Regions from separate parts of the Mus musculus genome. Here regions 1, 2 and 3 are each linked to region 4. The links are chromatin contacts, called in public ChIA-PET and HiChIP or PLAC-seq maps. All regions are on one chromosome and are shown on one strand. Each heading gives the region's core, a stretch centred on a gene start, on an enhancer-like site or on the middle of the called end of the contact. The rest is flanking DNA. Distances are from core to core; before and after follow the strand shown. Region 1 overlaps Bcl2 (B cell leukemia/lymphoma 2). Region 2 overlaps Phlpp1 (PH domain and leucine rich repeat protein phosphatase 1). Region 3 has its middle 7.9 kb from the start of Gm41928. Region 4 has its middle 76 kb from the start of Zcchc2.

Region 1 (2,814 bases), core at 291-2,790, 490 kb before region 4:
CCTCTCAGTTAATTACAGTACCAATATTTAACTCTGTGAAGGCTAAAGACAGCTGTAGAATAAACTTCTAGCAGACTGAGCCTGGCTCACAGGCTCAGCGTCATGTCAGACTTCCACTGTCAACTGGCACCCATAGTGCTTAGCACTACATGTCTTTCATGGTACCATTTTCTGGGCTGTCAAGAGTGGGAGGCATCAAGTGCAGCCCAAGTTCTATGTCAGTACCCACTGCCAGGGTCCTCCTATCTGGAAGAGGGCTGATGTCCCAGGAAGGTAGGACTCAGCAGTTCTTGGGACTAAAGAGATCTTATTTGTGCCAAGCAGCCAGTATTTTGGTCTTTTAAATGAGGAAGGGTGAAGAATTTCTACCTGCTAATGTCAGAGCAGATCCAAATAGAAAATACGTGAAAGAAATCAAAATACAGAAAAAAATTTTGTTTAAAATTCGAGTCAAGGATGGAATGGAAAAACAAGTGCAGAGGAGGAGACTGGAAAGGGACTGAGTGGGGACACATGCGGTATAAAAGCGATATCCCATCTGAACACTGGTAGAGCCCGGGGAAGGCCAAGTCTGGAGGCCTCTGAGGGCCCACTTGGGTCTTTTCATCTAGCCTCTATTGTGTCCCCCACACCTGTCTTTTGGGTCAGGAACAACCCGCAAAAGGGGATTCAGACCCCTATCACCCAATTCAGAGGTGGAGTGAGACTCATGGCCACTGTCTACATACCAATATGTGCCAGCCCCAAACTCAGCTTCCCACTTCTCTCCTCAGTTGGGTGCATTAGAGACCTTATGCTGAACATGTTCTAACACGCATGCGACTCCAGATACGGCTCATTAGGTCTCACTGCTTGAATCACAGACTGGCTCCTCAAAACTCGAGCCTTTCAGAAACAAACCTAGGGAGAGGTCCGTGAATATAGGCAGGGTCTTGTGAACGGCTGTATGCCTAGGGTCTTAGGGGTTTAAAAACCTTTGCATAATAATAAAAAATACAGAATAGTATTTCAGTAGAGCAGACTTCCTCATCTGAGGGCTACATTTCCAGAACGAGAGCTGCTGGCTGGGTCTGGACTGTGGCAAGGCAGTCCTCTACATGCCTTCCTTGGAGCTTATAGAATGGAAGTTGTCACTGGTTCCTAACATGGTGGCCACGATTCCTTTTGATTCTGCAGAACAGCTGAATGGATTCTCAGAAAGGAGTAAACTCCAGTTGTCACTCTACAAGTTCTTGGGCCAGCTGTTTTAATATTCTAAACAAGTCTCAGGTGGGACTTGTTTTTGTGTCTCAGGTGGGATTTGTTTTTGTGACTCAGGGAAATTTTGTTCTCCTCCAAATTCCAGAATTCCTTGTAAAGCAGCCCTGTAGCAGGAAGGCTTTCCCTGAATTACATGGGAAGAATTTTTCCTTTGGGATTGGAGTCTCTTTCAGTGTAAACACTCTTGAGGTGCAAGGTGACGCGAGGTCTGAGCCAACAGGGCCAGACCACAGACCAGAGTGCACCACACACATTCCCGTGGGATCTAGTTCTGCAGTGTGCACGGGAGGCCCCATGACTTGTGGTTTCCCGTGGTCACAGGGTCCTTTCTCTGATAATGCAGCCCCAAGGGATAATTCCTCCCTGCTCGGCTTCGGATATCAGCTAGCTGTCTTTGGAACCTGTCTCAGGACAATCCCAAACCCCTGAGTTGATTTCACGTCCTGAATATCTTCAGCTTTCTCTACTTGACTTTTTTCCTTCGGTGCTAGGGATTGAGCCTAGGGCCCCACGCATGCTAGGCAGAGCTAGCACTGAGCTACTTACCCAACTCTCTTTGAACTCCTGAAGGCATGGGTCTGTCCTGCTCTGTCAGTCTTGAGCCCCCTTAGCTTCCTAGTTTCATTTGTTATGCATCTCCAAAGGGCTGGCTCTTGTACATATTTTTTCCCCTCCAACACGAAAAGCATAATGAAGAAGCACATCTATGTGTAGAACTTGTATGGCCTTAGATTCAAATCTCACTGTAACCTGGGCCAAGCTGAGGGGCCTTTCTGATGTTATTCTCTTGTCTCCTGTTGTTTATAAAGGCTACTCTACGGGGCCTGGCACAGTAGTTGGTTCTCACTCCAAATCTCAGATTTAGTGTCTGGCCAGAAGTAGACACTAGATAAATGCTTTGGTGCGTGCTCTGACTCCCTCTGGGTTGCTTGACTCCGATTCCAAAGATAGATCAAAGGGAGGAGGACCAGGCTTCTTTGCTCTGCAAAAAGCCTCCACAAAGTAGGAACTTCCAAAGTTTACACCAATTTTCTTATGAAAACTACGTTATATATGAATAAGGTGCTGCTCGCTAAAAATGACAATCTGATAGACCTAGTGCCCCCCACTAACGCCTTCACCTACCCAAACCTGAACTTCTGAGGCCTTTAGGGTGAAGTGCTCCAGAGTGGGCATGTGTGGAAGGATTGATATGTGTAATGAGTGTAGTGTTGCTGTACGGTTCACCGTCACACAAAGCCGTGGTCACTGGCTTCCCCTGAAGTACAAATACAGTGTTGTACACAACGACATTTAGTAAATATTGCTTCACTGGCTACTATTTTAGCAGTCCAGCATCATAGTTTCAGTAGATGGGGTTACTGGAAAGTCTCAAGTAGGAACTTGGGTGTTGACAACTGACATGCCAGTCCAGCTCAAGAACTTTCAGCTCTGACTGAGGAATCACTGGTGCACATAGGCCCAGAGACATGACTCAACTCTCATTGTAGTCTAATCAGCAAATACATGCAGACCTTCTGTAGGCTTCATGCTATAAAATGCAAGAGGACAGGA
Region 2 (2,826 bases), core at 9-2,508, 330 kb before region 4:
CTTTTTTTTCTTTTTTCCCCCCTCCCTTAGTTACAGCCAGTAGTGACATCACATATCTACTCTGTAAGACTGCATGCATACCATTAATGCTCTCTGTTTTCCCTTGTTTTCTAACCCCAGGGAAGGCAAGGGTAGACAAATGCTGGATCGATTATAATTCTGGTCGCATGTTATTTAAATTTCCTATTATAGGAACCAAGTAGTCACCAATGATACCACATTGTAAAGCAGAGACTGGTACAAGGTACAACAGACGCTAGGATTTAATGCAGCATCTCTGCCACACTTAATTAGTGGTGAGGATTACTTTCTATTCCATGAAGAAAACTGCTAAACAGTTTCTTCAGTCCAAATGGAGTCGGTGGCCTGGCCCCCAAACTACTCACCAGTAGGTGGTGCTATAACAAAAGCAATCAAAAGAAAGCAGCCACACTAGTCTGGCCCTGGCCAGAGATTGGCCTGATGGGTAAGGGCAGGAAGCCTGGAGGCTGCCTGTATCTGCTAGTAGGTGGCTGATCTGACAGGAACTGGTGTCCTGGCCCCAGCAAGGTCATCAGCCTCAGGGCAACCCTTTCTCCTGTGCAGACATCATGGCTTTAGGGGTCTTCAAGTATTAATAAAATACTTAAAGCTCAAAATCCACTTCAGATTTATAAGCACCTTCACATACACTATTAGAGTGTATCTTGGTAAACAGAAGTGAATAAATTCACCTTAGGAAATAACTGCGGAGGCTCCTACATAAGAGCATGGAGACTTCCCAGTATGTCTGTGCCTCTTTAGTCCCTTCACATGGATGCAACATAAAAGTTTCTCCTCTACAGTACTATGTACTGCCAAGTCCCCCAAAAGAACTTCTCTCTCCACAGTTCCACGCGTGTGATGTGCACAATGTCTCAATGACAGAACGGACAGAGATGTAAATGCCAGAGGACTGTGGATGCACAAACACAGCATCTAACCTGCTGCTCTCTCCCACGTCTGCTGGTTCTGCTGTGTAGCCGCCTCAGATGCTGTCATGGAGTCTACAAGTACTGACTCTGTTCACCAGCCTCCACAGGTTCTGACCCCTCTGAAAGAGTCACACTGTGTGCTCTAGGCCTCCTCCACAAAGATGAACTCTACCCAGAGTTGGGATTTAAGCACTGATGACTTGGAAGCTGGACAGGAAATAAGGCACTGGGGAGCACTAGGAAGTTGTGTGGTTTCTATGTGACCTATGCCCCACATGGTATGATGCACAGTAAGGGAGGGAAGGGCTAGAGAGTCAGGCAGGATCATCCCCTGGGATGACTCGACTTCCAGTTGAAGGCACAAGGCCTCTTCCACACTTGGGAAACACAGTTTCTTCAGCTACTGGGTCCAGTGCTGTGCTGGAGTGAGCTACCTCTTCTTCTGTGGGCTCGGCCATTAGTCTGGGCTGGCCAAGTACTACTGAGGGCACACCTGAAGGGAGACAACAGGGATGCCACCTGCCTTCCACATACAGCTCTTAATTGACAGTTACAATGGAAGGTGCATGGACCTGTTCACGTGATCTCCTGGAAGAGCTGAAACCCATCTTGGTTCTGTAGGAGGTCTGCAGGTTCTCTGCAGGGCTCTCCTCTATGCAGTCCCCATCCAGTCCTCTCTTCCAGTGAGGACTACCTTGCATAATCATAAAAAGAAAAGGGTAACAACAGCTGTGTGTGCGGTTGACCAGAAGGTCGATTCTACTACCTCATTCACTGCAGCTGAACTTGACTATTAAGGAAACAAACCCCAAACCATAATGTTGGTTAATCTCACCCCCATCTATTCCTTCTAATCCTAAACTGGTTTGGCTGTGAGACACACCTGGATGCTGAGACAAAAGCAGATAGATTCAGTACTTGTAAATTTCATATTTATTATAACAAAAATTACGACATGTCCATTTGGGCATTCTGCTTCCATATAACTCTGGATGTGTAGATGGTATAAGGGACTCTATACAGTCATGCTGATTGTGGCAGCAGGAAGGAACACAATTAAAAAATGTCTGTAAAAGGTTCTGGGTTCCCGAGAACAGGGCCACATTATCTGCACAGAAACACGCTGCACATGGCCCACACTGAAGATGAGCTACGTAGGGGTGGGGCAGGGAGGCTCTTCAGAGCGAGTAAGGGGTCAGTTATTTAGGCTGTGTCCTTATGCAAGACTACAAACACTTTAAGCTTCACTATGTAACACTGAGATATTTACAATAGAAATTTCTCAATCAACTGTTCTCTCAGAGAAAATTAGTGACTCCCAGTGACTTAAGTCACCTGACAGAGTAAAGCAACTCCTAGGAGTTAGTCGCCATATTCTACAAATGTCTACCATTTTCAAGACAAAAAAAAGCTTTCCCCACAAAGAAATACACAATTACAATATTATTAAATCATTTAGCAATGGCAACTTGCCCTGCCTTCCAAACAAACAAAACAACAAAAGCCATTTTTAAAAATATTACATTATCATTAACTGTTTCTCTGTAATATATTAAACCTTTTGTTCTTTGTCTTTACACAGTTGATATGTTAGGGAAAGAAGTTAACAAATTTAAATCATATTGGTAAAGTATCACTAGAAGAAAAGTGGTTAATTGTTAAAAGTAACCAATACAAAGAGAACCTACAGATGAGCTGCAGAGACAGGTGGGGCAGTGTCTGGGAGAGGGCATGAAGTTAACACCCCTGGTTTAATGTGAGCCTGGGAGACTCTCAGTCTCTCTGGTTAGTTTATTGTTTAAAACAGTACTCAGGCTGGGTCATAGCGGTGTATCGTAACAGTCTGGCAGGTGATCCATTTGGAAGTGCCGCT
Region 3 (2,844 bases), core at 108-2,607, 450 kb before region 4:
TCTTCCCGGAACATTCAGAAGATGGCAGTGCTTGCTCGAATGCATTTAACAATTGCAAAGGGGCTGAACAACTGCTCAGTGGTAGAGCTTTTGCCTAACATGGACAAGGCCATGAGTTTCATTCCTAGCACCCGCCTCCTTCAAATCATAGGATTAAGAATTCTTCAAAGGTCTATTTTTCATGATGACTTCTTTGACAACTTTTTAATTGACTTATTTATTTAAAAATTGTAAATTGTCTGTGTGTGTGTGTGTGTGTGTGTGTGTGTGTGTGTGTGAGAGAGAGAGAGAGAGAAAGAGAGAGAGAGAGAGAGAGAGAGTATAAAGGTATTTGTAGATGTATGCAGATGTCTACTGAGGCTAGAAGAGGGTGTCTGGTCTCATGTCTGTGGACTTGAGCTGGCTGTGAGGCCACCTGACATGGGTACTGGGAAGCTAACCTGAATCCTCTGGAAAAGCCACTGAGCCACCTCTTTAGCCCAGAATGACCTCCTGAGTGTTGCATCTTGTCATCTCCTGCCTCTCCTCTTCTGCTTTCTGTCTCCCCATCCTCCTCTTTTTCTTCCACTTCAAGTGTTAAATTCCTTCAAATTATTTATTCTGATTTCTATTTTGATTTTTAAAGGTACACTTTTGATAGATGGCTCATTTTACCTTTGAACTCATGATCCTCCCGTCCTCACCTCCTCATTGCCAGGACGTCCAGGTGTGTGCCACCCTACCCGGCCTTAAAATGTTTATTTGTATTGGTGTCCTTGATCACCTAACACCTTAAGCATGACTTCTGTGCTGTTTGCTAAACTAGTAACTGCCCTTCTGCTGGCTTTTAATAGACAGTGTCCAGCTATGAGATGCATCGTTTGGTCACCTAACTCCTCAGTTCAATGATAACTCACAGACCTGGGCCAAACTGATTGTCTTTGAGTGAACTTGACTGAGGTTCCAGCTTAGCTTCTGCCTCTATCAGTCTGGCCCCTGAACTAACTCCCCCCACCCCCATCTGTAAAGTGAAGAGATGCTCTCTTTGTGTCCTTACCAACTATGGGAGGCTACATTCTTGGCTTCAGGCCTTGAACCAGATGAGTGTAGCTCCTTCGTGAGTGCACCACTGACCTTCCTGCCTCAGGCTTAACTTTCCTTTAGGGGAAAGCTATGGTTAAGTTGGTGACCGCAGGCTGAGTGTCAGCCTCATCTGCAGATGGGGGACTTGGGGAGGGAAAGCTTACCTGATGGGTGACCACTAGATGATTTTCACTTCTGCGAAACAGATCTCTGCTGTTTCTTGGCCCAGAAGCCTGCCACATCTTAGAGTCACCGGTGTCATGAGCCGGTTGTGGAAAGTGGAAATGGGCAGGATGTGGTTTGAACTGACAAAACTGGAGCAAATCACTCATCTCTGGGGTTGGCATGGATACTGAGGGTGGGGGAGGCTGTGCAGGGATACTGACGGGGGGGGGAGGGGAGGTCTGTGCAGGGATACGGAGGGGGTGGCTATGCAGGAATACCAAGAGGTGAGAGAGGCTGTGCTTACTGTACAGCCAGCCAGCATTATAAGTCTAGGGCAGCCCAGCCACTCTGAACATACTGGGCTTGGAAGCTGGGCAGCGTTGAGCCTAACTAGTACTTAGATGGAAGGAAGTAACAAAGTAGGCTTCAGAGTCATAAGATTCTCAATATGTGACCTAAATCCCTGGCATGCTTCTTCTGTACTACCAACAGAACCCTAAACTCAGAAAGAACGTGGCCCTTGACAGCCAGGATCCATGTTGCCTTCATAATACTTCCCATAGCCTTGACTTGGACCTGTGTGTGTCCCAGGGTCATTTGAGGACCTTACCATATGTCTCCACAGTATGGCCTCTGGTTGGACTGTGGAGACAATCAACAAATAACAGGTAAATGAATAGTTAGTTCTAAGCAATGTAAACACCCCAAAAGTCTACTAGTGTGCATGTTGGTTTTTGTCAATCCGACATTAATCTAGACATCATTAGAAAGAAGGAACCGTGGGTGAGAAGATGCTTTCATCACCTTGGCCTGGAGGCAAGCCTGTGAGCCATTTTCCTAATTAATGATTGATGTGGGAGAGCCCAGCCTCGTAGGGGCAGTGTCACCCCTGTGCAGGTGGGTGTGAAACATAAGAGAGAGTGAGCCGAGCAAGCCATGGGAAACAAGCCAGTAAGCAATGTTCCTTCATGGCCTCTGCTTCGGTTCCTGATTCTAGGTTCTTACCTTGAGCTCCTGTGCCGAGTTCTCTTCATGATGGACCATCAGCCGGTTTCCTCCGAAAACTGCTTTTATTTGTGGTGTTTATCCCAGCAATAGAAACATAATTAAGAGAAGTAGGTTTAACAAAAATTCAAGTACTGAATTATCTGGGCTACCATGGGGTTTCAGGGGGATGGGAAGGTTCTGTCCTGCCTTCTTAAGCCTATTGGATGAAGAGCTTTCTGCCTGCCTTTCCTGGAGGGAGGAAGGCTGCTGTGACTTCAGGGCTTACATAACTAACTGCTGACTGACAGTGGTCCTCACTTCTGAGACCCACAGAAATGCCTGGGTGCATCATTTTACATCCCAGCCCCATTGTTGCTCTACCAGGATTGTCTTTGTTGTGCTTGTCATTGTCTGATGTCTTTGTTGAGAAGAATAGCTCAGACAAAGAACCATCACAGTGCCTCGCTGACTGGCTGGGTTTGCTGCATCTTGGGGAGGCTCCCTTCTGACAGACGTAGGAGAAGCCACACATTCTCAGGTCTAAAATCAAGGCAATGGTACAAAACACCTCATCATGGGTGGTCATGGGACTGACAGCATCACGAAACTGTTCTCACAGAGCTGGGTGTG
Region 4 (2,915 bases), core at 292-2,791:
CCCCTGCCTCGTCACAGGCTGCTGGACCCTGGAACCAGCTCCGGGTGTCCTGCACCTCAGATTGTGCTTCACCACCTCCGAGTGGTGTCCTGGGGCTTCCCTATGGCCCAGTCATGCCCTGTGGCAGAGTGGATGCAGGACCCACAATCCTACAGTCATGGTGGTACATGCTTGTGAGCCTTTAGGAAGCTAAGGGAAGAATACTGATTCAAATCCACACCAGTTTATGCTGCATAGTGAGGCTCTTCTGGCCTGTATAGCTATGCCTTGTCTCAAAAACCAAACAAGCAAGCAAGCAAGCAAACAAACAAACAAACAATTTAGCTTAGGATGTGCTGCTGATGCTGTTGACAAGAAACACTCTGAACAGGAAAGAAGGTGGAGGACAGGGGAGGAGAACCAGAGTTACAGCCTATAGCTAGGGTAGGAACATGGAACCAGGGCAGCTATAGCTCCGGTCAGCTGGCAGAGAGTCACGTTTCCTATGAGTATAAACATGAATAGCCATGACAAAGCAGGCAGTCATTTCTCACTTTGGTGATGAAATGAAAGCCTAGCCTCGGGAATAAAGGGACCATAGGGGTTGTTGTCTGCAGCATGCTAGGACAGGAGTCACACAGATCACGTGCTTACGGCAGTGGTTGCCTATGCAATTCAGAATGGCAAAGACAGCAGGAAAATTTCAAAATCTCAGAAAGGGTCTGACTTGGGCAATTGGGCTTTCTGGCAAACACTCTATTTTTCTCTTTTTTGTGTGCTCATGTGTACATGTGCATGTGCGTGTGCGTGTGTGTGCATATGTGTGTGTGTGTGTGTGTGTGTACATGTGTATGCATGTATGTTTATGTGTGTTCGTGTGTGCATGTGTATGTGTGTATCTGCTCATGTGTGTGCATGTGTGTGCATGTGCATGCCCATGAATGTGTTTGTGTGTTTGTATGTTGTTGTTCATGTGTATGTGTGTAGTGTTCATAGGTGTATGTGCTCATGTGTGTGCCTGTGTGTGTGTGTACTTGTTTGTATTTTATACATGTGGGGGACAGAGGTTAGTATAGGGTGTCTTCTATCACTCTCCGCTGGATCTTTTGAGGCAAAGTCTCTCATTGAATCTGGAGCTCAGTGGCTCAGCTGGACTGGCAGTACATGCCTGTCCCTGTCTTCCCAGCCCTGGGTTACAAACACATGTGTGTTGCTTTTTATGTGGCTAGGGATCCAAACTCAAGCACTTCTCCCACTGAGCCATCTCCTAGCCCATCTGTCTTTCTCTTTCTGGTTTTCTTTCCCATGTTCGTGGCTTCCACTTCTCTGTTACCTCATGTTTGAGCACCTCTCCTGTCTTTCTTTTTCCTCCTCACATCTCTGTTCTGTCTCCTTCCTGTTTTTCAGTGCAGTTTTTCCTGGTTATAAATATACAGTTATGGTTCTTGGAGCCTAATGATGTTCCGGCAAAAACACAAACCAGAAACAGAGAAACCGACCACAGCCCAAACCCCACCCTGGCTCTCAGACCCCACAGCTGCACTCTCAGGCTGCTGCCGCCCAACAGCTGCTTCCGATCTCTCTCGGTTCACACTTCTCCAGACGACATCTCCTAATATCAAAGACACTGCCAGCTGTCAAAATAAGCTCTCATCTTTTCATATATGAGACAATTACTGCTGAAAACCGATTATGCAAACATAAACAAGCCAAGGGAAGGAAGGGAGATTGCTGGGCTGCCCACCCCTCCCAGTCCATCCTCTCTACTGAAGCCAGGACTAAAATGACCTCTTTAGAGTCTTTAGAGCAGCAACTGGGAAGCACACCCTTCTAGACAAACTCCCAGCAAAGGAAAACAGAAAAGGGGATAAAGGAGTTTGATCTCTGGGCAAAGTGTTTAAGACAAAAGATTGACAGGACCTAAAAATTATTCTTCTCTCTTCCTCCTTCCTCCTCCCCTTCCTCCCTCCCCCTCCTCCCTCCCTCCTTCTCTCCATCATAACAATACATAATAAGCATAGAAAAAAAAAAGCAAAGTGAATTTCTAACAAGATCAGGATGAAACAGCCAGGGGCCCCAGGAAGATTAAGTACGGTGACCTTCTTGGGCATTTACAAGAGTCCTACTCACACACACACACACACACACACACACACACACACGCACATGCACATTAGACTTGAGCTGGACCTCAAACTAGAGTTTCTGTTAATCATCCTAAATAAACCAGTTAAATTTGTTCTGCCTTTGTATGCCTAGTTATTAGGTGAGGATCCTAAAATTGACTGGAAGTTTGTTTTGAGGATCATGGTTAGGAAGCAGGGTGAAGCCTGAGAGAGCCCTCAGTTGAAGGTGTGTTATCAAGTGTAAGAGTCGGTCCTTTCCAAATTGCTGAAGTGCTCGGATTTATTTTTAAATGTCATCAAATTTCCTATAACACAAAGACAGTCTATAGTGTGTGAAGATTCTGTCCCACTCAAATGGCTGTGCTTAAACCTGCTAGCCCACAGTCAAGCATCAGTAGCAATATCAGATCAAAGGAGGAAAAGCCCACAGCTGGCAGGCTCTCAAGGCTGCCCTACCAACAGGAAGGCCAGCCTGTATTGCTGGCAGTTAAGACCTGGGACTTGGATCTTTGGAGCCCAGTTGTTAATCATAAGAGCTGATATTTTGAAAGAGTGTGTCAACCTAGATGCACAGGGAAGCCAAAGCATTCAGCCAGCATACAGGGAGGTGGGAAGTGATGGGCGGTCCGCAGAGATACTGTCCAGGCTATATCATCATTAAAGTTGACAGCCTAACAAAAAGGCTCTGTCACAATAATCAGAGGTTGCAGGGACAATTGATCCTTCAATTAATGATGAACCTGAACAGGTCTGGAAAGCCAGTTTGTTCTCCTTGTGAGCTGACATGTGCCACAACTTGACAGACAGTGG

Evidence for each region. ChIA-PET counts read pairs in DNA pulled down with a chosen protein or histone mark. HiChIP or PLAC-seq counts read pairs in DNA pulled down with a chosen protein or histone mark.
Region 1: a contact with region 4 is called in an IKAROS HiChIP or PLAC-seq map of large pre-B cells, with 5 times the contacts expected there. The contact joins two enhancer-like sites. A contact is called at or near these places in 2 of 39 promoter capture datasets (the 3T3-L1 cell line and pre-B cells), 4 of 484 Hi-C or Micro-C datasets (the HL-1 cell line, embryonic stem cells, neural progenitor cells and 1 more), 3 of 115 datasets of contacts at active chromatin or transcription factors (cardiomyocytes, embryonic stem cells and large pre-B cells) and 1 of 9 other capture datasets (embryonic stem cells).
Region 2: an H3K27ac HiChIP or PLAC-seq map of T-cell acute lymphoblastic leukemia shows a contact between it and region 4, with 13 times the contacts expected there. The contact joins two enhancer-like sites. A contact is called at or near these places in 10 of 39 promoter capture datasets (the 3T3-L1 cell line, the C10 cell line, the HPC-7 cell line and 5 more), 13 of 15 datasets of contacts at CTCF or cohesin (CD8 T cells, the G1E-ER4 cell line, the NIH/3T3 cell line and 6 more), 346 of 484 Hi-C or Micro-C datasets (the 3T3-L1 cell line, 3T3-L1-derived adipocytes, the 4T1 cell line and 164 more), 61 of 115 datasets of contacts at active chromatin or transcription factors (the 230-238 cell line, CD4 T cells, CD4 single positive thymocytes and 43 more) and 4 of 9 other capture datasets (adipose tissue, embryonic stem cells, embryonic tail and 1 more).
Region 3: a contact with region 4 is called in an RNA polymerase II ChIA-PET map of memory CD8 T cells, with 6 read pairs. The contact joins two enhancer-like sites. A contact is called at or near these places in 6 of 484 Hi-C or Micro-C datasets (the G1E-ER4 cell line, the HL-1 cell line, embryonic fibroblasts and 3 more) and 3 of 115 datasets of contacts at active chromatin or transcription factors (embryonic stem cells, large pre-B cells and memory CD8 T cells).

Annotation. Positions count from the first base shown.
Region 1 is chr1:106,554,422-106,557,235 of GRCm38.p6, reverse strand. The region is part of intron 1 of Bcl2 (B cell leukemia/lymphoma 2); the gene reads left to right. Among named protein-coding and RNA genes, the nearest start is that of Mir3473f, 9.2 kb to the right of the region's middle. Within about 2 kb of position 1,540, at least 21 of the 459 cell types and tissues checked have an H3K27ac peak or open chromatin away from gene starts, as enhancers often do.
Region 2 is chr1:106,393,288-106,396,113 of GRCm38.p6, reverse strand. It overlaps Phlpp1 (PH domain and leucine rich repeat protein phosphatase 1), which reads right to left. Exons shown (of 17, transcript NM_133821.3): 17 at 1,869-2,826. The coding sequence ends at 2,774. Among named protein-coding and RNA genes, the nearest start is that of Gm41928, 130 kb to the left of the region's middle. Within about 2 kb of position 1,258, at least 50 of the 459 cell types and tissues checked have an H3K27ac peak or open chromatin away from gene starts, as enhancers often do. A contact at or near this core is called in Meckel's cartilage, T-cell acute lymphoblastic leukemia, pre-pro-B cells and 1 more, where this site is marked.
Region 3 is chr1:106,514,269-106,517,112 of GRCm38.p6, reverse strand. No RefSeq gene overlaps it. Among named protein-coding and RNA genes, the nearest start is that of Gm41928, 7.9 kb to the left of the region's middle. Within about 2 kb of position 1,357, at least 85 of the 459 cell types and tissues checked have an H3K27ac peak or open chromatin away from gene starts, as enhancers often do. A contact at or near this core is called in memory CD8 T cells, where this site is marked.
Region 4 is chr1:106,064,592-106,067,506 of GRCm38.p6, reverse strand. No RefSeq gene overlaps it. Among named protein-coding and RNA genes, the nearest start is that of Zcchc2, 76 kb to the right of the region's middle. Within about 2 kb of position 1,541, at least 57 of the 459 cell types and tissues checked have an H3K27ac peak or open chromatin away from gene starts, as enhancers often do. A contact at or near this core is called in Meckel's cartilage, T-cell acute lymphoblastic leukemia, memory CD8 T cells and 2 more, where this site is marked.